Linked DNA regions of Mus musculus: all the other regions are linked to region 5. A link is a contact called in public HiCAR-type, HiChIP or PLAC-seq and promoter capture Hi-C data. All regions are on one chromosome and are shown on one strand. The core of a region is the stretch at or near the end of the contact, and the rest is flanking DNA. Distances in the headings are between cores, read along the strand shown.

Region 1 (4,861 bases), core at 2,015-4,514, 2.4 Mb after region 5:
CCCTTATTAAAAGAGCTGTCTCCCAAGAGTCTGTTCTCGGTGAGCTCACCACTGCCTGAGGTGTCTTCTGCTCCCAGATATTCCCATTATAGGCAACCTGAACAGCAAACGATGGTGTATTAATCTAGGCCTTCCACAGCAACCCAGTTTGGCCTGTTTAACAAGAGAGCTTTATTAACTCCAGTTCCAGCAGGTAGGAATCCCAGAGAGAGATGCTGACAGTTGGTTTCTCTTCTCCACATGGTGTTTTTTTGTCTGAATATGTATGTCTCCATGTTTTGCTTGCTCCTTATTAGGAACCAGGCCTGATACATAAGGTCTTGCCCTTATGATATTTAACTTTAATTATTTCATTAGAAGTCCTATATCCAGATATATTCTTACAGGCAGTTAGAGCTTCACCAAATGACTTTGCAGGAATACAACTCACTCCATAATAGTTACAATATCTTAGCCGGGCATGGTGGCGCACGCCTTTAATCCCAGCACTCGGAAGACAGAGGCAGGTGGATTTCTGAGTTTGAGGCCAGCCTGGTCTACAAAGTGAGTTCCAGGACAGCCAGGGCTACACAGAGAAACCCTGTCTCAATAAATAAATAAATAAATAAATAAATAAATAAATAAATAAATAAAAGAAAAGAGAAAAGGAAAGAAAAGAAAAGAAAAACAAAAAAATATCTTAAGGAGTACTGTAAAAAGAAAGAACTGAGGCTGAACATGGTGGCACACACCTTTAATCCCAGCACTTGGGAGGCAGAGGCAGTTGGATTTCTGAGTTTGAGGCCAGTCTGGTCTACAAAGTGAGTTCCAGGACAGCCAGGGCTATACAGAGAAACCCTGTCTCCAAACAAACAAACAAACAAACAAAAAAACTAAACAGACAAAAAAAGAAATATCAAACAACAACAGAGAGAGAGAGAGAGAGAGAGAGAGAGAGAGAGAAAAACTGAGATAAAATGTCTTCAACCACCACTTTCCATTATCTGTTGTACTCATAAAGATAGCCCCTCCTTTCCTCAGCTTCTGTTGGATTTTAATTATATGCTATTACTACAATAACTTTTAGTACAGTATATTACTATAATTACACTATTTTATTTAAGATCATTAATCTCTTACTGTGTTTAATTAATAAATTAAACTTTTTTGTAGGTAGTAAATACAGGAGAGTCCATATAGGGTGATCTGGGGTTTTTTGCACCCATTAGGAATACTGGAACACATCATTATGGATTAAAAAAAGGAATTCTGGATATGGACATGGAAATCACATGATGAAGGAAATGCACTTTAGCAAAATCAGTAAGATTAGGAACAATTTTAACGTCTCTTAGTAGGGAATCAGGAAATCTATATACTGGGGTACTTGGTAGCCTTATTTTAAGAATGAGGAAACATTTATATACCATTGGGATAATTTACAGCCAAGAGCAGCACTAGCTCTAGCACTAGGGAGGTTGAGACAGGAAAACTGCCACAAGTTTGAGGTTAGCCTGGGTTGCATAGTGAATTCTGGGGCAGACTGAGCTATGGTATAAGACCCTGTCTATAAAACATAGACCAAAAACAGAGATTTTTTTTTCCAAGCTACATTAGGGAAAAAGGGCAAAATGAAGAACTGCATTTGTAGTTTGCTATTAGATAGATGGTGTACAAATATATACATGTAAAATAGAGATGCATTATAGCTGCATACATTTATATATTTATATGTATTATAACACATTAATTTTAATTAAATTACATATTGAGGTAATTGTGATGGCTCACAATTTATGTCAATCCTTCCAGCATTTCAGTGGCTGAAGAACAGATAAAGTTCAAGACCAGTCTGGACTGTAGTATGAAATCCTATCTAAAAAAAAACTCACGATGGGGGAGGAATTCACAACATACTGGTTTTATTTATATAATAAGCACTATTTATATAATAGTGTGTGTCAAATAAATATACATTATGTTGCATATTATATTTATTTAATATCAAGTATATGGATGTTGCTCACATGTATGTATGTATGTGAACTAGCCTGTGGAGGTATCAGATCACCTGGAATTTGAAGAGCTATAGTGTGGGGGCTGGGGACTGAACTCAGGTCTTCTGCAAGAGTAACAAGTGGTCTTAACAGCCGACTCATCTCTCTACCCCCATATATGTATATTTTTAATTTTATGTTTTTGCTTATAGACTATTTCTGGGCACAGAGTCAAGGGATGGAGATAGAGACCACTAGAAACATGCATAAAGTTAGGTGTATTAATTTCTGTAGCAAGAAAAACTCTATACCAGAGAAACTGAATAGAAGAGAATTAGTAGAAGAGTATTAGTAGAAGAGAAGATGGATGAATTTTTACAGTATTTAGGCCTCTGCTCAATGACTGAGTTATCTAAGGCAGGTAAGCATCAACTCTGAAAAGAATATGTTAGCCAACGAAACAGTGAGAAACGAAGCAGGGTTGCGGCACTCTTGGTAAATAAGAATTAAGAACTGGAAGAAGGATGCTAGACGCGGCATGGCTTTACGAAGGTAACTGTTTTCTGGTGGTCTGGCCATTTGCCCTGTCTGTGTCTTAGGTATTTTATTTACCATTTATAGTGAGTGCTTCACTTTCTCAGTCTGCAACCTTGTTTGTTAAAAAACCAAAGCATTAACACAGAATGAAAATAAACATTCTCCGCGAACTTAAACATGGATCACCATTTTTTGATATAGATTTTAAAAAACTTTTTGTTTTCCTTTTCAGCCCAAATTGTCTGCATTTCCACTCTCCATCGGGAGCTTCACTCTTTTTTTTTTTTTTTTTAACTTTTCTATGGAGGCAGAGTGCACAGGGTCTTTTACGGAGATATGTGGTAGAAAGGAGACTATTTAGAGCTAGCAAGAACCTTGAGAAAGTGATAGGGTCGATGTCTGAATGTTGTTAGCTACAGACACAGCACTCAACACTTCAGATCCTCATTCCTCTCGGTCTCATGGTCCTTTACGCCCACGATAAGACCTGCAACTGTGGACGCCACAGCAAAACTCTCTGCCAGCTTTACTTCGCCTTACATGCCCTGGCATCTTTACTTAAAAGCCTCGCCACCTTTTAAGCCCCAGCCCTGGGTCATTCGGAGCGTTGATCCTGCGCCCCTTCTCCTGATTAGTCAGCGGTCACAACTTCTCTCCGGGGCGTGGACAAGCTCCGGGCCGGATCCGGCTCGGGATGATGACGACATCGGCTGGCGACGGTGGCGGCAGCTTTAGCGGCCTTGCGGCGGGGTAGGACTTCCGGGCCGTAGGCCTGACTCCTCAGAGCTGCTGTCATGGCGGGTGCTCTGTGGGGTTTCTTCTCCGTCCTGCTTCTGTTATTATCAGGAGATGCCCACAGCTCGGAGGTGCCTGGGGCTGCTGCCGAGGGCCCGGGAGGTAGTGGGGTCGGCCTGGGAGATCGTTTTAAGATCGAGGGACGTGCGGTTGTTCCGGGGGTGAAGCCTCAGGACTGGATCTCCGCGGCCCGAGTGCTGGTAGACGGAGAAGAGCATGTCGGCTTCCTTAAGTGAGCATCCCGAGGGCAGCAGGAAAGCGATTGGGGCGGACGCTGGAAGGGTATCCAGCTAGGACAGCTGTCAGGACCCTCAGTGTAGCTGTCAGAAACTGAAGGCACCGGCGCCACTAACGGTTTGTGCTGGGAGACCTTGAGAGGCAGTCAGGTACTTCAGCAACGAGGATGGCGGACAGTGGTCCCAGGCGCCCGAGACCTATGCGGTCATTTATTTGTAGCCGTATTTTGGCTCCAGTGTGAGACAGATCATACTTGGGCCCAGGGGAGTCTCATTTATCTGTTGGGTTTTACCCGCTTTGCATTTTGTCTAGTGTTTCTGAAACCTAGTTGCTTTCTCCATGTCACTCTTCTGATAGCTTGGTGTTGTGTAGAAAGATGCTGAACAAGTGGGAATTGTCAAAGCCCAAAGGGCTCCCAGTGATGACATAGACTGTAAGGCTAATGGTCCTGCTTCTAAAATTAATGGGCCCAGAAGTCCCTAATCAAAGAGTGCTTTTTTGGGGCCCGAGTTTGTGATTATTGTTCTTTTTACAATTGAATTCATCGAGGGATTTGCGATATCATAGTCGTCATTTAAGTCAGACCAGGGTTACTCGAGATTCCTTACGCCTAGTTGTTCTTTTCTTGTTCTTAAGAGTTTGTGATTTATGTTTAGATTGGAAGGTGGGTTGAATTTCTTAATGCTTTGTCAGCAGTCCGTTTTCATTCTTCAAGCCACGAATATGTTTTAAATTTTGCCATCAGTATTTGGAGTTGAAACTATGAGTTGAAAGAAAATATTTCTTTGCTGGCTTTATAGACCAACTTCAACCATACATCTTAAATGTGGATGTTTCAACTTGAATTGCTTATTTCTGCAGATTGTTGATGTTCCCTTGTGGGATATTCAACCTCAGATTAATAAATAATGGCAAGTTGACAACCAATATTTTAATGTTATTTGGCATTAGGGTATTGTTTAAATTTTGTCCTAATTAATGTTTCATTAGTAATAAATTCCCACTAGGATGTGGGAGGTAAGGCTTAATTGAGTAGTCAACTTCTGCCGTATGCAGCACATTTGAAAACCTCCTATTTTTATTTTGAAGATATTTTACAACTTAATATAGATTGTTAGATATGTTTAGCCTTGCACAGTGACATAGACCTAGCATCTCAGCTACTCAGGAATCGGAAGCAGAAGGACCATAAGCTAAAGGGTACTCTGAACTATTTCGTTGAGACCCTGTCTCAAAGAAGAAGGAAAAAAAGCTGGTGGTACAGTGTTGTGGTGGGACTTAGTATGCAAGAGGTCCAAGTACAAATAAATAAATGT
Region 2 (4,584 bases), core at 506-3,005, 2.4 Mb after region 5:
CATAAACGCAAGAAGATACCAAGCACCCTCTGCACACTGGGACTCGTGCTGTGACAGTCCTGTAAAACAGCTACTAAGGCAGATGCTAAATAACATAAGCCATGTGATATGTTCATAACATATAAATCAAACAGTGTGGCACATGGAAAGGCTTGACTCTGTAATATTAGAGAGACCCCAAAGGAGGGACTTAGCAAGTTATGAAGGAATCCTGAGGAAGAGCATTCTAAGACTAGAGAACAAACACAAAAAGCAGGGAAGGGGGATTTGTCTGGTATCCTTACAGAGCAGCAAGGGAATCATTATGAAAGAGTAAACAAATGTAAAAATAGTAGACAGGGCACAGTAGCTACAAGGAGTCTGACTGGTACAAGCAGAGTTATGTCTAATACTAAAAAGACGTTTGGTGTGTACGCGGAATGAACATGGAATTTTAGACTGATTTTGAGTAGGGATGGTCTGGCATGTTTTAAAGGGATCATTTTTGATGGCTGTGTTTGGAGACTGCAAAGAGGACAAGGTAGGACATAACAAGACCCATTAGAACTCCATACAGAGAAGGATACTGAGAATTTGAGAAGGGGAGACTTGAATATAGGATCTCAGGGGTTTATTTGCAGGTATACACAAAGCGCACCTCTTTAGACCTAGAAAACGTGGTAATGCTGGAAACATCTTTAGTTCACACAATTATGCAAAGCCATAGTGGTACCTAATGTGTAGAGATCAGGAGTACTAAACATCTTAAAGTAAGTACCCAGCATAATTCTCCCCAACAACAACAAAAATGTACTTAGCCCCAAAGAGAAAACAGAGAAAACAGTGCTGAGGTTGAGAAAGCATGATTTTAAATAGAGGGATGGAGGGATAGGTGGTAGATGGTTAGTCTACGGCTGGTGATGTAACAGTTGAAGGCAGTGAGAAATGATAGCAGGATTGGGATGTTTTCAGGGTAAAAGTGACACAGTATCCTAACACACCGAAATTATGTCAGGGAACATATACGTAAGATACTGTACCATGGATCTTAAGCAATGTGTCTTAATGACCGGCTGCTTTACCTCCACTCCAGAGAGTAAGGCGAAACAGGGCTGGCCTACACGCTACGGTAACGTCTAATACCTCTGTACCTTCTCCACCAGGATCCGGTCGGTCTCTTGCACGCTGGTATCAGGCACTTGCTTGTCCAAGTAACCGACTGGATAGAGGGAGTCTCCCTGTCCACTGCCCCGGTCACTTCGGCCCCTAAAGAACCAAACCAAATCAAGAGACTAAAACTGCGGGTTTCCAGCCCTATCAATCACAGGAAAAAGAACCTCAGATGTAGCTACCCAAATTAGACCCTCTCGTGCGTTCGTCAGTTCTCTCTGCCTATTGGGAAAACTAAAAGATCCTGGGGAAAAATACCTTCCACAGCACAGAAGCTCCTTGGGTAACATCTATGTGCTACCCACTCGTGTCGGAGACTTAGACGAGGCCCAGGTCCGCTGGATCTCGGGCCGTTCTAGGGTAAGGATCAGATACCGAGCTTCACTCGAGAGACTCACCTGCTGCCTCCTCCCGGCCCACTCAGCTCAATGGCCCATTTGAACCGCCGGCCTCGGTTGGCCACTAGGCCCCCCTGGGTCGTCATGACAGCGGCCGCTGGCTAAAAGTACCCACACCCTCCGGCCGCTTGCGTTCTGCAGGTAAGAACTAGCTGCAACTGCAAGCTCTCCGACTTCCTCGCGTTCGCCGCAGTGCACTTCCGGCGCATAATTGAACGTCACACGATCACCGGAAACTTCCTGTCGGGAATACAGAAGAAAGAATGCGTGAATTTAGAAAATCCGCAGACATCCAGAAGAGCAGCTTTCTGAAACCTCCCTGCGAGTACACCTCTCACTTGTGCTCTGTCTCTCAGGTGTGCGCCATCGTGCTGGAGTGAAGTCCGAAAAGACAAGAACTGAAGCCAAGAAGAGCACGAAATTGAAATGTTGTTTTAATCCTGGGGTTATCCGGAATTGGGTGACCTTGAGCGAATTATTCAACCTCTGAGTACTCCGTGTCCACATATCGCAGGAGCTATGTATTTGTCTTGTTGTTGTTCTTGTTTAAATGGTTTTCCCCCATTTAACTCGCAAACTAACCCACCGAGGTAGACTCTGGGAATGGAAAGATAAGCTGAGTTCAGGATTTATCTGGTCTCCTTTTAAGTCCTTTCATTACTTACTGTGCCACCTCGTCTAAATTAAATTCATTGCTCCACCTGCCTCATGCAAAACGATGGATAATCGCCTAATTTTGACCTGTTGTGGGATTAAATAGGACCTATAACCTAGACCTAACTTTTTTTTATCATTAAGCGTTATCATTCCTAGAAAGGAGTTTAATATTCAATGGCTCATCTGTATTGTAATTTAGTCTATTACTGGAAAAATGTTTCCTCCCTCTCACCCCTTTTATAATTCAGTGTTAGTGTGAAAATCACTTGGGACATCTGTTCCTATTGTACTAGGAGTGGAATTGCTACATCTAAGAGTATGTACATTTTTAAAGAATTACTATTTTAAATGCCTACTTTTAAATTATCAGTTCAAATACAGTAGTTTTGTTTATTTCTTCTATTTACCTTTATTACTGTTATTCCCAAATTGTTTGTTATGGCTGTAGTTTTGAGGAAAGGACTACTGTGACAGTATGGTTGAGGATCTGGCTGAAGAATACCTCCTTAGCCAACTTAAGTTTTAAGAGATAATCTCTTAGAGATGACGGTGATCTGCACACATTGAAGATTCCCACCTCCACATCATTTTCCAGTTTTGTAGTTCTATGTGCAGAGAAGAGAAGGCTGTGTATGACATACAGTGTAGCAGAGTGGCGGAGGGTGTGAGATTTTACCAGCTATTCAGAACACTGCAACCTAAGACATTAGTCTAGAATTTTCCATTTAAAGTTTGTAGAACACAAGTGAAGCTAGGAGAGCTACGTGCAGATAATCTAAGCCACGAAAAGCAAAACTGATGATTGAAAAGTTGTAATTAAATAAGTTGTCATTAAATGTGCCACGGTAGAAATAAGTTAGAATTATACATATGTAAAACAAAATATAAAATAGGTTATCTATCACAAATGTTAATATGTGTTAAGTAATAGTTTTCAGGTAACGTCTAATTTTTAGGGCACTCGTGTGCTAATAAATTTTTAATGAGCATATTTTAAAAACAAACTTGTTTGATAAAATCGCATTTTTCTACTTAAAGTATTTCCTCGTTATATGAAACTTTAAACTATAAATCTCAGTTACTCTGTCCTCAAGGAGTCAGCCAGGAAGTGTATTCCTTCACCCCGAGAATCTTAAATGTCATTTGCTAAGTTGTATCTCAGGAAGACGAAGCCATTGGAACGAGATGCTCACATCTGCGGTATTTTCAGTACTGTTAGTATAATGTGATAAGCTATTTACAAAGATGACAACAGGCAGATATGGCTGCACTGGCATGTCAAACCACAAAGTGGCTGCCAGCATACATGTGTTTTTCATGACTGGGTGCCACAAGACCACCCCTCTTCACATACTCCAAGGAGCTGAGCACTGAGGTGACCAGCTCTTCAGTGCCTGCACGTGGGATATGTTCTGCTAACTGGGCTGCCGACCAAGTGCCAGCCCAGTGTGGGGATACACAGGGGGCCTCCACCCAATCAGAGGAGAAGGGGACGGGGACAGGGACAGTGAGTGGGATGTAAAATGAATAAATAACAAAAGTTGAGCACTGCCCCCAGCCCCAGCCTCAGCATGCCTGGCTTTCTCAGCCAGTGATGCCTTCCAAGCCCTGCACATTGAGTCCTTCTCCAGCTTCCTCCAAAGTTTTCAGAAGTGATGAAACCACGGGATTCTGGACGCAGTGCCAATGAGCAAGCTGTGCAATCAAGGGCCCCACGCCCATCCCCTGGAGGCCCATCCCCCGGTTAGAAAGATTTAACTGTCAAATGGTTACTAGAGAATTGCTTTTAGTTTTCTTTCCTTATCTGAAGTTAGGTTTTTGTTTTCTTTTTAAATCTATTTATTTTATACAAGGTCCCACTATGTACCCCTGGCTGGCTTTAAATTCAGAGATTAGCCTGCCTCTATCTCCTAAAATTAAAGATATGTGGTATGATCAGGGCCTTTTTTGTTTTTTGTTTTTGTTTTTCTGTCTTACAACTCCTTCAGTATCCAATAGAATGTAGGAGACTACTTTATGCATGTGGGAATGCTTCAGGAGAAAAATGAAGGGCATCTCCACAAACTTCACTTGCTCATTTTCCTTGTCACTTTTTTTTGTTTGATTGTTTATTTGTTTGTATTTTATTTTATGTTTTAAACAGGGTTTCACATAGTTCAGACAGCCTCAAAGTCATCATGTAGCCAATTGATAGCCTTGAACTCTTGATCTTCCAGCCTCTGCCTTCAAGTGTTGGGATTATAGTCCTGCACCACTGTGGCAAGATCTGCTTATTCTTTTGAAAAGATTATCAGACTATCATTAAAGTAGAGATTTGTGAGTATGTGTTTGTGTGTGTGTGTGTCTGTGTGTGTCTGTGTTTTTAAAAATGGGGTTTTGA
Region 3 (4,342 bases), core at 896-3,395, 2.5 Mb after region 5:
AATGCACATGATCGCTGTGTAATAAATGTGGATTGCATTACAAAGAGTGATATTCTTAGAAGCCAGGTGAATAACACTTTTATCTGGAGGTGCAACTGGCTTACACGCTCCTGATTCTTGCTGATATAAGAAAACTTCATATGGCCACATACATGTTACACAACACTCTATGACAGAATGTAGCAGGGGAAGATTTCCACCTGGTCCCTGCTGTTCTTCACAGATCAATTCCTGAAGTTATTGTCCATGGTGACTCAAGTGTACTTCCAGAGAAGGGCCCTGAGTCTGTCTCTCTGATTCACTGGCAAATTCTAGAGGCATTGGGTGGCCTTGGTAATGGACAAGACTCACCTCACAGGCAGGTGCATGTGTGACTCTTTGTTTGACAACAGACCTTGCACCTTGACAAGCCTTCAGGGACTCAGAATGGCAGATGACATTCCTTTAACAAGCAAACCAGACTGTGATCATTGTTCTTTCCAGAGGAGTTGCTAAGGATTCAGGGTAGCTTGCTGTTGCCTTGCCAATACAATTTCTCTTCTACTTTTTTCTTTTTCCACCGGCAGAGAAGCAGCAGCTTAAAGGTCTTCCTGAAGGTTCTGTTGCAGAGAGCGTAACAGATGGGGTTGATGGTGCTGTTGACATAGCACAGCCAGTAACCCAAGTGCCACAGGGTGACAGGGACACACTTGTCACAGAAGGTGGAAACCAGGACCATGATGTTATAAGGAGTCCATGTGATGATGAAGGCCAGGAGAATGGCGCTCAAGGTCTGCGCCGCTTTCCTCTCTTTGACTAGGACCATTCTCTTTCGTTTGGTCATTTGATGGCTGAGGTGGGGATCCAGGCCTTTTGTTGAAGGGTCTTTGGACACTGGGAAGGAACAGGGCATGATTTTCACCTTACGACAGCCATTGTTTGTCTCCTGGGTCCCGTCAGCTTTTACCACCAATCGGAACTTATAGGCAACACACTTCTGACTCTTGAGTCTGTGAGCAGCACCTGGAGACAGGAAGTACTTGGGAGTGTCATAGTCATTGTTTTCAGTCCGAGGGCTCACAAACGTTTCCTTGGTCTCTTGGGTATTGAATTCCTTCCCCGGGCTTTCCTTGGCCTCATTCTTGCAGACCACTTGAAAGACAGGGTCAGTGGTGGCCTTGGCTTCGTCCTCTGAAGAGGGGCAGCTGCTACAGTTGGTAACCTGCTCAGCCTTTTCCCAGTCAGCACTTAGATCAGTGGCCTGGGTTGGCTTTCCCGTTGTTGAGGTGCTTCTACGGGAGGATGACCAGGAGGCCTGGTTCCGTACTCTCTGGGCCAGGCTGGGTCTAGGGCAGCTAAAGAAAGATCTGAGCAGGGTCCTGTGAGCCGGTTTTCTCTTCTTGACTTCTGCCACAGAATCGGAACCTTGGAGGTCAGCCAGGTCCTTGGTTCGTTTCTCTGTTTCCCGGTAGATCCGGCAGTAGAGTATGGTCATGACGGAGACAGGGATATAGAAAGCGGCAATGGCGGTCCCAAAAGTGATGGTGGGCTCAGAGAGGAACTGGATCTGGCACTCATCAGGTGGTACTGTCCGCTTCCCGACCAAGTACTGCCAGCAGAGGATGGCTGGCGCCCAGAGGATGAAGGAGACCAGCCATGCCAAGCCGATCATGATGCCAGCCCTCTTTGGGGTACGCTTGGCTCGGTATGTCAGTGGTCTTGTGATGGAAAAGTAACGATCAAAGCTAATCACCAGAAGGTTCATGACAGAAGCGTTGCTGGCTACATAGTCGAGTGCAAGCCAAAGGTCACAGGCCAGACTCCCGAGAACCCAGCGTCCCATGAGGATGTAGGTCGTGTAGAGGTTCATGGAGAAGATGCCAATGATGAGGTCTGCACAGGCCAAGCTGAGCAGGTAATAGTTGTTAACTGTCTTGAGCTGACTGTTGACTTTGAAGGAGATCATGACCAAGACATTGCCGACAATGGTCATCAGACTGACCACAGCGGTCACAGCTGCAATAGTAATGACTTCCCACAGTCCATGGCGTTCCAAAGCCTGGTGATTTACTGGGGTGCCGTTGACAGTGGTTTCATTGTGATAAGACTCCCCTTCCATCCTGGCTCAAGAAATTACACTCAGATTTGGTCCAAGGTTTGGCGCTACTCTCTGTTTGGAGCTACCTCCCCTCTTCTTGGCCAGTATCTGGAAGAAACACAAACAGGTCAGTTCCGCTCATCACACACACTTCTGCATAGTTTTCTTTTTCATTTAGGGTTCATCATTGCTAACAAAATTATGAAGTGCACGTAGAACAAGATGCTGAATTGTTGAACCTTTTTCCCCACTGAAGAAATTAATTATCAAAACTATTCATAGTGTTGAAATACTTAAGGTAAGTATAAGGTAGAAGGCAAAATACATTTTGGATAACATTCTAGAAATATATCTGTACACATCATTGCATTGGATAACAGTATAGTAATATATGTATATAATTTTTATCATTGCAAAATTCTTCTGCCTAATGAATTTTGGACTTTGACTATAAAAATTCAATTACATGTTTTTCAATGAAAAATTCTGACATTTTTACACACATAACAAATGAATTTTGTCTTCCTGTCTCATTGCCCTCTCTCATTCCCTGCTTCTCCCACTGAAACCATTCTTCATCCATAGAAATTGCTAGGCCATCAGTAGTAACATTTTTATCAGGGCTATTCTTTTAAAAATGTATTAGTTCTTCGAGAATTCCATATGTTGTATTTTGATCATATTCACTCCCCCAACCCCTTCTAGACCCACCCCTCCTTACCCACCCACCCACCCACCCAACTTTGTGTCTTTTACTTTTTTGTTTGTTTGGTTTTTTTTTTGTTTGTTTGTTTGTTTGTTTTTCGAGACAGGGTTTCTCTGTATATCCCTGGCTGTCCTGTAACTCACTTTGTAGAACAGGCTTGGCCTTGAACTCAGAAATCTGCCTCCCTCTGCCTCCCAAGTGCTGGGATTAAAGGCGTGTGCGACCACCAGCCCTTTTTTAACTGTATAATCCTTTTGCTTTTTCAAACAGCCCTCAATGCCTGAGCATCTTTCATATGTGTGAAACTGCTGCCCTCTTGTGGCAATTTTATAAAAGGGGGGGGGGTTGAGAAGGTAAGGGAGAAAGAAAAGAAAAAATAGAATTGCTTAAAAGGAAGGGAGGGGGAGGTTGGAGGGAGAAGGAGGAGTGGAGGGCAGGAATGGGGGTTGGGTGGGGGATAAAAGTGGAGTTGGGGGAGGGGGAAGGTGAGTGTGAGTGTGACAGACTTGAATTTGGGACACATAAACTGGACATGAACACCAGATGTAGCAACCAGAAGCAGTAGGTTTAAAACACAAGTGCTCACAGTGGGTTAAATATCAGGAAGAACTCCAGAACTCCTGTCGAAGGAATGTGTGAAGAAACAAAGTTTTAGGCAGCTCTTATTAAGTGACCTGTATTTCACTTCTTTTGACTGATAAAGAAGAAGTGCAGTCCAAGGTTCATTTCATTGAAGAGATGACTTCTCATTGTGTCTGAAGCGATAATGTTAGGAGCAGGATTTCAACTGACTGGCTTTAAAAATGGTGCTTATTAGTGTGCTAAGTGCCTTGGAGCATAAAAGAGATGTGCCAGCACATGAATTGAGAGGCTTAATATTACTCGGCTTTATCAACCATCCAGGAAGAAAGTTGGGCCTTCAGGGACAGAAAGGCCTATTCCTGAGGATATTAAATGGCTGCACTGTCGCTGAGGACAGGAAAGCCGGTGAGACAGTTTAAATTCGAGGACTAGACAGGGAGTCACTGGATGTGTGTGTGTGTGTGTGTGTGTGTGTGTGTGTGTGTGTGTGTGTGTGTTTGTGAGAGAGAGAGAGAGAGAGAGAGAGAGGGAGGGAGGGAGGGAGAGAGAGAGAGAGAGGGAGAGAGAGAGGGAGAGAGAAAGGGAGGGAGAGAGAGAGAGAGAGAGAGAGAGAGAGAGGAAGAGAGAGAGAGAGTGTTTTCCTCCCAGTTCTGGGGTGAGGGTGGGGCTCCTTTTCCTTCTGTCTTATGCAGTATTCTCAGACTTCTGGAAACTTACTATTTTTCTATGTGTGCCATGTCATAAAAAGCCTTGGAAATACTGCTGTAGATAGATTTATGGGAAAGTCACAAAGTCCAGAATTCCTTGGCAGCAAACTCTTTCCAAAAGAAGTAAAAGCAAAGATTCTATATTCATCTTTGCACTCCTAATGAACACATGTTTTCCTGTAAGCAACAGGAGGAGAATGTCTTGAGGAGACAGCAATCCCCTGCTTCAAGCAAGGCTGACTGATCTAGGAAGATTAGGACTGATGCTTG
Region 4 (4,375 bases), core at 636-3,135, 2.2 Mb after region 5:
TGTAAGTATACTGTGATCATAAGGGTCTTGGCTAGTGTCGCTTAGTCCTCAAAGTCAGTTTGAATGGGATTAGAGATCATCATAGAGACATACTCTGGGCATGTCTCTAAGGGTGTTTCCAGAAGGGTTTAACTGCAGAAACGTTCGCTAAGACACACCCAGAAAGTAGCTAGCAACATTCCATAGGCTGGGACCCATAAATAAAAGGGGATTAAAACTGAGCTGAGCTCTAGCACTCCTTCCTCTCTGCTTCAGTGTGACCAGCCACCTCACACTCCCTCTCCCTGCCTTTCCTGACATGATAGGCTGTAACCCTCGCTGTGACTCACAACCCTGCCTTTCTTAAATTGCTTGTCAGGTACTTTGCCACAAGGAGACACATTTCCCCAAGGTCTAACCAAGTAACCATCACCTGGGAATGAGGACTTCAACACGTGAAGGGGGGAGGGGAGCCACATACAAACTTTCAGATGTCGCAGATGTAAATCTCAACTAGTGTGCATTACTTTTATTCCCCTGACCCTGCCAGCTGCTCCTTTTCTTGTGGATACAATCAATGGTGTAAGTGATAAAGTTGTAGGAAGCTGAGGCAGAATCTAGACAGAAGTGTCTTCTGGCTCCCTACCTAACCCCACCCCACCCCACCCCACCCCCACCCCCCGCAATGTCCTCTTTCTCCCGCTCCTATCTCCTGGATTTTATTTCTTAAAATTCTCAAATCAGATTTGTAGGATGACCCGTCCCATAGAGTGTCCCATAGAGTTGTTTGCCACTGCCAACAAATCTGATGACCTGAGTTCGATTCTTGAGACCCAGAAAGTAGAAAAAGAGAACATCCCTGCAAGTTGTCCTATGACCTACACGTCCTCGTCACTTTCATCCTGGGCTCCGAAAATATCCCAAGTTAACGAACAACTCAATTTGTCTCGAAAAACAAAATAAAAGAGAGAGGGGAGGGTATGGGGGGGGGGGGCAAACATCCTTAGCTCTTTCCCTCGTTTTCTTGCTTCAACACCCATTCAGTTTTTACCTTTCAGTAAGAGAAGGAAGACAAGGTGAATTGAACTCAGCTTATTTTCATAAATAACGACTCTTACCTCCTTCCCTGTGCACTACATATTTGATAGTGTTAGCAGCTATGGGTTTCAAAGTCCACTCAATTCCCCAGTGCCCCATCAGTTAGGCTGTAGTACAGTGTGTTTTTAGAGCATTAGGGTTTTGCAGGTGACAGGAACTTAGGTGACCTCCATATTCCACAGGGAGACCAGTAGAGAAGCTAAGATTGCTACCTCTCCCGAGCCGGGCTTTGCCGTACTGGGGGACGTACACCCGCTAAGAATCGAGGGATGCAAGCGCGCGGGTGACGGTGGTCCACGCAGCCCGGCACGCTCGGACGCCAAGAGCTGCGACGCGCAGTACGGCCGCGAGAGGGCGCGGGCTCCATTATGGCGGCACGCCGACCGGGAAGGAAAGCGGTGGTCCGCCCCGGAGATGGGGAAAGTGGGGCCGAGGAGCGGCGGGACCAGGGGCGCCCAGCCTCCTTCCGCAGCTGCCGGCCTCGGCAACCTGCCCTGACACAGGGCTCCACCCCGTCTGCGCTCGCAGGGTGGCCACAGCATCCGGAAAGTGACCAGGGCGCTCCCCTACGCGCCCACCTCTCTGCCCCGCTTCCAGCCGGAGACCCTGGGAAAGGGGCAGCCAGGTCCTCGGGGCGCCACGCTCCGAATGGCGCGAGGGGCCGCGGAGAACGCGGCTGAACGGGGACGCCGGAGAGCCGCAAGCCCCGCCCCGCGGCCGGCGCCCTGACAACGCGAGCGGCCCGGGCGGCGCCGCCGCTCTCCGCCCCTCGGCCGGCACCAGGCGGGGCTGGGACCAGAGCGCCGCCGCTGCCAGTGCCGCACGAGCCGCGCTGCTCTGCAGAGCCGGACCGGGAGCGGGGCCCGGGCCGGGAGCGGGGGGTCGCGGCCCTCGCTCGACCTTCTCCCACCATGAGCCAGGGAAGTCCTGGGGCCTGGGCCCCCCTGGATCCCACCTCTGGGTCCTCTGCGTCCCCAAACCCGTTCGTGCATGAGTTACACCTCTCCGGCCTCCAGAGGGTTAAGGTAAGGTGTGGGCAGGGGACGTGTGGAAGACTGGTTGGAATGGAGAGACCCAGTGATGAGATGGGCAAGGGGGTGCCAGAGGAGGTGGATGAGAAGCTTGTGGGGAGGGAGTTAGGGGGCGCGCACGTGGGGGCGGCTGGGGGTGGGTAGGCGAGGAGCCTTGGTGAGGACTCCAGCTTAGGCGATAGACGAGCTCACAAGTGAGGAAGAAATGAGTGGGAGAGGGAGCACTGAAGGAGACCCAAGGATAGGAGAGATGGAGGGCACTGGGGAATGCGGATTACATCCTACGGAGGTTGACGGGCTAGGATGGAGCTGAAGGCTACGGAAAGCCCAGGGTGGGGGCAGGGGCGTGCTCAGCGATCGGGGCTTCGACTTAAACGGTTTGGACCCAGAGACTGCGTCCTTGTGCCCTTCCAACACCTCCTCTTTCCGCCACCACCACCCCCCCCCCCCCGTGTCACTGCAGCACCTACTGGTGGGGGCAGGGAGGCTGGGAGGTGGGTTAGCTACAGGAAGTAGAGGGACGCACCACCCTAGGGTAGCCAGGAGGTGGTGTGGGGAGGAAGTGTCCAAGGTTTCTGTTGTGATCACCTCCCGTGAGGTCGGCCCCCGGGGGCTAGGTTTATTTACCTGCTCAATCCTAAGGAAGCCTCTGGAGTCACCCTGGCACTTGGCAACCCTTACCTTGCGGAATAGGGCTGAGTGTTACCGAAGGATTGCTGTTCTGCAGTACTAGGCTAGGGATTGATTGACCCGAGGTTTGAAAAGTGGATCTCTGTGTTTCCAGCCATCTGCTCCTTGGGCCCAAAGTGTTGAAAGCCCTGCACAGGGTTTGTTTGACATAGGAGCTATTTATGGAATGGGATGGGATGTTGGGAAGAACTGTCTCTAACCTACATCAAACACAGTGCTGGACACCTTCCCTGCATTTTCTCATTAAATCCTCTTTTCTTTTTTTCTTTTGGGGGTGGGGAGGTATTGCCCTGTGTAGCCCTGGCTGTCCTAGAACTTGTTCTGTAGAGAAGACTGGCCTGGAACTCACAGAGATCCACCAGACTCTACCTCCTGAGTGCTGGGATTAAATGCTTGGGCCACCCACTCCCAGTCCATTAAATCCTAACATCCATTCCAAGTATCAGATGCGTTATGACAGTAACCTTTGTAGGGGGAGGGGGTCACCTGAGAGTAAGAAAACAAGGCACCTAATGGTATTGATCCCTTGTCCTCCCGGCCTCACTAGCATTTTCATCCCATGTGGACCCCCTGTGCCTCTCCCCTATCACCTACAAGGTGTTAACTAGTTGCCCCTGGGTCAGTCCTTATAGGAGTCGGTAGCTGTGAAATGAGCCTTTCCCGGGCCTAAGGGACATTTTCTCCTGCCCTTCTGCAGTTCTGCCTCCTGGGGGTACTGCTGGCCCCAATCCGAGTACTTCTAGCTTTTATTGTCCTCTTTCTCCTCTGGCCCTTCGCGTGGCTCCAAGTAGCAGGTCTCACTGAAGAGCAGCTTCAGGAACCAATTACAGGATGGAGGAAGTAAGTGGGACCCAACTCCAAAGACCATTTCTCACCGGTTTCGATGCTCTGCTTCATCCCCAACACACACACACACACACACACACACACACACACACACACACACACACACCAGCATCTGGAGCTTGTCACATGAGCTAACAGCCAAGCCCAGATGTGGTCCTTAGGACCTGACTTCTAAGTGACATGTCCAAAGTACTTCAGCTCGACGACCAGCGTGTTTTGAGGGGGAAAGAGGGGTGTCCTGCTTTCCCAGGAGCCTGGTTGGGGGACAGGGTTGATTAAGAGTCACAACTCCCTCTCCCGCTGACTCCCAGCCTTACCTCGGCAGGACTGTATGCCACAACGGGGTTCTTGGTCTGAGCCGCCTGCTATTTTTCCTGCTTGGCTTCCTTCGGATCCGTGTTCGGGGTCAAAGGGCCTCTCGCCTCGAAGCCCCTGTCCTGGTTGCTGCCCCCCACTCAACTTTCTTTGACCCAATTGTCCTGCTACCCTGTGACCTGCCCAAGGTTGTGTCTCGAGCTGAGAATCTTTCTGTGCCTGTCATTGGAGGTGAGAGAGTTCAAGAGCGCATAGGGGAGGAATGGCAACCCCAAAAATCAGACATGGAAACACTGGCTCCCAGTGTAGAGAGGACAGTCAGGAGGGGCACCTGTCTGTTGGCAGATAAAAGTAAGGCAACATCATTCCATTTGTCACCTGATCTCAAGACTCAGGGCTGGGGCCAGAGACAAGGT
Region 5 (4,519 bases), core at 974-3,473:
CTTAGTCCATTCATCTTAGCTCTGGAGAGAGTAGTGAGTTTATGTTAAACTTGGAATGTTGGAAACTTTTATAGCAAAAAGCACGGTGTAATTACCTCACTTACACCTTTCACAAGTGTCCACGGCACACAATGAGCCTTTCATCTTCACCACATTCACTAAGCCCCTTCAGTCCTTCTGCCTCTTGCGTTATTTTGACGCAAGCTGAGACATATTTCATATGTTAATACTTAAGTATGTGCAGGAAGACATTTTTGAACCCATGTCATAAAATTGCCATAAGGATTACTGGCAAAGGAATTAGTTTTGTAATATAGTTAAATATTTTTTAAGCAAAAGTCACTCTTGCAGGGATTTTCCACGCCAATTAAAAAAAAACCCTCATATTATTAGATTGAAAATGAGTATTAAGAGGATACTGTTAGGTCCACACCCTGTAACTTAAGGGGAGAGTTAATGTATACATTTGTATAATCCTATCCATCTTGACTATTGTCTCAGTCCAAGTAATGAATAGTACTGTAAAAACAGACCACATTCAAACAGCCACAGCAGGCCATTTAACTGCCTTGTAGCCTTTAAGGCTTAATGCTCTTGGTGAACACACTGATCCTAGAGTATCAAGAACACTTTAATAAAACATGAAGAGGGTTAGGAAACTATATGATTTAACATTCCTACACTGAGAGGTTTATGATGGGGAACTCAATGTGGGATAGTGACAGAGTTCAAGATATGTCAGGTCCTGAGTGGAGCTGAGGATTAATGAATGACTATGATAGCAGGGTAGATTATTTTGGGGAGGATTAAATTAAGATCATTGCAGTTAAATAGCCTATGTAAGAATATTAAGAGGAAAACTACTGGTTCAAAGCCAGCTCCATTCCCTTCCCCAAAACCTTTAGGTTATTTTTTGGGGGAATGGAGGATCATTTTTCAAGTTCCTGTCTTTTTGAAGGTATAAGGTAGTCCAATGTCTCTGAGTTACTGACACCAAGGGTGTTTTCTGACAAAATATCTTAACCAGATATGCCAATACTGAATAACTGGAGTAAGTCACAACCATAAGCCTACTAAATCACGTTTCTTAGTTCATCGTACAGTTTTCTTCCAATGCCATTGTTTTTACTGGAAAAAAAAAAGAACAAAATAGTGCTAGCATGTCATTTATAGTCACTTTGCTTCGCTTTTGGTTGCTAGTATTTCTAACATATCTAACTGCGCTATGAAAATTCTACAGATACTCTCATTTCACTTGTGATTCTTACACTAATGTAATGTACATTAGCCAAAAGCTGCGTTTTTGTATGCAGTTTTGTGAGCATGAATAAGCAGCTCACTTTCAGTATCTGCCATCTTTTCCTTGCCGGCTTCAGTTAGATCCTCGGCCCCTAAAAGGAGAGTGCCAAGAAGTCCTAGAAAAATGCCTATTGCATCACAGTTCAAAATTTCATTTTAAAAAGAACGATGGATTTTAAGGTTGGCTCATGATTTGCTGCTCTGGTATGGACACGCTGGAGAGTGGACACAAATGCTTTGGAAGACTAGAAAGTTAACACAACCTGATAAAACCGATTGTGTTGCAGGGCAGCGGTGGCTCATGCCTTTAATCCCAGCACTTGGGAGGCAGAGGCAGGCGGATTTCTAAGTTTGAGGTAAGCCTGGTCTACATAGTGAGTTCCAGGACAGCCAGGGCTATACAGAGAAACCCTGCCTTGGCGACTGGGGGTCGGGGAACTGATTATGTTGACAGATGCTGCCCATACAGTGAGAAACTATGCCCACAGAGGATAAAGTTCTCTCCCTTAGACAAACAAAAACAAAAAAAACAACAACATAAATGAACTAAAAAATTCAATCACGAGTGCTAGATTTTTTTTTTTTTTTAGTGATCCTGAGCTTTTATGAGGAAGGGGGAATAACCATGGCTTCAGGCTTCTGCCTTTTCCTTTTAAAGGATCCGCTTTAGTGACACTGATAAGTGTCGTGCACCAAATGGCCTTCAACACCACAGCAAACACAGTACTCGGGACAGCATCAGGAATGGGCGGACGACTCGGGGAGACGCCAAGCTGAAGCTGTCAGTCAGGAACCTTCCTACCTGGACTGAGGAAGCCAAGCTCTTCCAGCCCAGACAAAGCCCCTTGCGGGCTACAAGCGTCGCTATGACAACACGGCCTAAAGCTGGCGCTGATTGGTCGGACGGCGCGCGCGGAGCCTGCTGGGAGAACGCGCCTTCGGCCTTGCTCGGGCCGTTTGAACTTGGCGGGCCTGATGCGGGCCGCTGGGCCGTGGCGGGCTGCCTCTCCGGCTCCGTGCACCCGTTACCTCGCCCGCTGCAAGCCGGGCTTCCGGCCCTCCTCGAGTTTTGTCGTCGACCTCTTAGTGGATTCCGGGGATCCAGGGCTGGAGGATGTGGCGCTGACCGAGTGCTTGTCGCCGCCGTCTCTGAGCTGCAGCAACTCCACCCTGTCCCTGTTGTCTCCCCTTGGCCACCAGAGCTTTCCGTTTGGCGCGGACGACAGTGAGGGGGAGGATGAAGAGGCCCTGGACGAAGATGCCCGTGAGTCCGAGAGCAAGGTGGAGAGCTTGGAAGGAATAGAGTTCCAGCAGCGCTCCAGGTAAACTCAAGGTTCGGCCCTCCCAGCACTTGTCAAGACTCCTTAGAGATGGCATTCAGAAGGCTTTGTTGTTACCCCGAGCCGCATAACCTCCTGTTTTCCAGCTCAAAGGCTGTGCAGCACTTGCATCCTAGGGTGCTGGGTAAATTCTTACAAATGGTCACTGATCTCCCATGATTCCTAGTTCCTTTTTCCTGAGATAGACGATTGCTGTCTCAGTTTCCATAGAAACTTACTGTACACAGTCGCAAGCACACAAAACTTGCTGCTAGGAGCCTTTAAAAGCCTCAAAAACCAGGTTGTCGACTCCAGAGCTCTTACCCATAAACTTAGCATCAAAATGTGTAGCTGGTGCTGGGTTGTAGGAAGTAGGTGCTTTAAATATAAAGAGCTGGGTACAGATGCCCAAAGGGTGCATGCATACTCTGCAGAGACAGGTTAACTGATCTGAGAGAGAACATTTAATGGAATAGTGAGTGTTCATCAAGGGGGTTAGTTAATAATGCCATCTTAATGTTTATTTACGTTGACTCATTCAGCAAACATTTACTATTTTGCCACATATTAGTGTAGGTAGAGATAAACAAGATATACAAGACTTCTATTATCAAGAAAGAAAAGCCCAAATCATTTCACAAAGAAAACTATATTAGAATACATATAGAAAGTCTACTTAGGCTAGAGAGAGCTCAGTGCTTAAGAGGGCTAACTGCTCTTGGAAAGGACCCAGGTTCGAGTCCAAGGACCTTCATCATCGGGTGGTTCACAACCACCAGTAACTCTAGTTCCAGAAAATCTGACACTGTCTCCTACTGACATCTGTATGCTTGCACTTGGTGCACATAAACTCATACCCAGTGCGTATATACTCATAAATAAAGATAAACCTTTTAAAAGGTGGGGATGCGAAGAATCTTTTTTTAAGGCCTGCCTCAAAGGCGTAGAGCTAGTACAGGCAGCCCGGGGCTTAGTACTCAGGTATCTCTTTAGGGCTTACATTTCTTTATATTATATACTTTTTACTATGGAAACTGGAACAAAGGGCCTGTCTCTGTAGGAATTTTTCTAAGACAGCTTCATTTTAGGATATATTCCTTATGGCAGCCTCAGGAAGCATTTACAAGTTTCTGATTGCCAGGCTGTGTCAGGCATAGTACAGAAGATTTAAGAAATTCCAGCTGGCAAGGCCGTGCTTTTTATATAAGTAGCAAGATAGCTCCCATTCAGTCTAAGGCACTCATTTAAGAATTAGTGAATCAAATAGGAGGTCACTCACATGGGAGGACATTTTTGTAAGGATGACAGGTGAAAGTTCACGTCGGTGAGGGTGGAAGTCACAGAGAGCAAGCTGCTTTTTCAGACTGCCAATAGCAGCAAGAAATAGGCCTTCCCTGGTTAGCCTGGTGGAATTTTGAACTAGAATTTTAGGAGTCTTTTCATAAGCACTTTTAGGACAGTGTGGATTTAACATATTTTAAAAGTAAATTTGAAGGCTTTGGTGAATACCTTCTAGTCAATATTCAAAAGACCCAAACAGTATGTCCTAGTTTAGCAGCGCGATGAATAAAGGCCAGCAGACTACAGCTCAGCCACTGAGACTTGCATTAGCTTCCAGGAGCCAAAACCGTAACCAGTAGGGAGCCTGCCAGGGAGGAACTAGGGCTACTTGGTTCTCATTCAAAGCCTGAGTAAGCTGATAGGACCTAGTTTTAGCCTGCTTTCACACATCAGTCCTTACTCAAAGGACTCGTTAAGACTACATCTGAAACAAATGATGCAGATTTATCAGGTTTTGTGGAGACTGAGGACAGGAGTTTTACTTTTAGGGCAAAGCTATAGACAGCATGGAGGCATGACACATTCATCAACCTGCAGTTCACCAAGCCAGACACATGAAG

Evidence for each region. HiCAR-type assays count read pairs that join an accessible place to other places. HiChIP or PLAC-seq counts read pairs in DNA pulled down with a chosen protein or histone mark. Capture Hi-C pulls out chosen DNA fragments and counts their contacts.
Region 1: a contact with region 5 is called in a HiCAR-type map of astrocytes, with 5 times the contacts expected there. The contact joins the promoter of Emc7 here to the promoter of Ccdc34 in region 5. A contact is called at or near these places in 4 of 115 datasets of contacts at active chromatin or transcription factors (astrocytes, embryonic stem cells, large pre-B cells and 1 more).
Region 2: a contact with region 5 is called in an H3K27ac HiChIP or PLAC-seq map of large pre-B cells, with 5 times the contacts expected there. The contact joins the promoter of Emc4 here to the promoter of Ccdc34 in region 5. A contact is called at or near these places in 3 of 115 datasets of contacts at active chromatin or transcription factors (astrocytes, embryonic stem cells and large pre-B cells).
Region 3: a contact with region 5 is called in a promoter capture Hi-C map of adipose tissue, with 5 times the contacts expected there. The contact joins the promoter of Chrm5 here to the promoter of Ccdc34 in region 5. A contact is called at or near these places in 1 of 39 promoter capture datasets (pre-B cells), 1 of 115 datasets of contacts at active chromatin or transcription factors (large pre-B cells) and 1 of 9 other capture datasets (adipose tissue).
Region 4: a contact with region 5 is called in an H3K4me3 HiChIP or PLAC-seq map of stem cell-derived neural progenitor cells, with 8 times the contacts expected there. The contact joins the promoter of Lpcat4 here to the promoter of Ccdc34 in region 5. A contact is called at or near these places in 2 of 115 datasets of contacts at active chromatin or transcription factors (large pre-B cells and stem cell-derived neural progenitor cells) and 2 of 9 other capture datasets (adipose tissue and embryonic stem cells).

What each region holds. Positions count from the first base shown.
Region 1 is chr2:112,451,761-112,456,621 of GRCm38.p6, forward strand. It overlaps Emc7 (ER membrane protein complex subunit 7), which reads left to right and starts at 3,265. Exons shown (of 5, transcript NM_133749.2): 1 at 3,265-3,540. The coding sequence starts at 3,308.
Region 2 is chr2:112,366,272-112,370,855 of GRCm38.p6, forward strand. Emc4 (ER membrane protein complex subunit 4) reads right to left here and starts at 1,756. Exons shown (of 5, transcript NM_026519.3): 1 at 1,548-1,756; 2 at 1,131-1,245. The coding sequence starts at 1,633.
Region 3 is chr2:112,478,672-112,483,013 of GRCm38.p6, forward strand. Chrm5 (cholinergic receptor, muscarinic 5) reads right to left here and starts at 2,146. Exons shown (of 1, transcript NM_205783.2): 1 at 401-2,146. The coding sequence starts at 2,098. The coding sequence ends at 500.
Region 4 is chr2:112,237,956-112,242,330 of GRCm38.p6, forward strand. It overlaps Lpcat4 (lysophosphatidylcholine acyltransferase 4), which reads left to right and starts at 1,886. Exons shown (of 14, transcript NM_207206.2): 1 at 1,886-2,102; 2 at 3,496-3,638; 3 at 3,970-4,190. The coding sequence starts at 1,989. Gm52523 reads right to left here and starts at 2,108. Exons shown (of 2, transcript XM_030252294.1): 1 at 1,290-2,108. The coding sequence starts at 1,990.
Region 5 is chr2:110,015,594-110,020,112 of GRCm38.p6, forward strand. It overlaps Ccdc34 (coiled-coil domain containing 34), which reads left to right and starts at 2,224. Exons shown (of 6, transcript NM_026613.4): 1 at 2,224-2,621. The coding sequence starts at 2,275.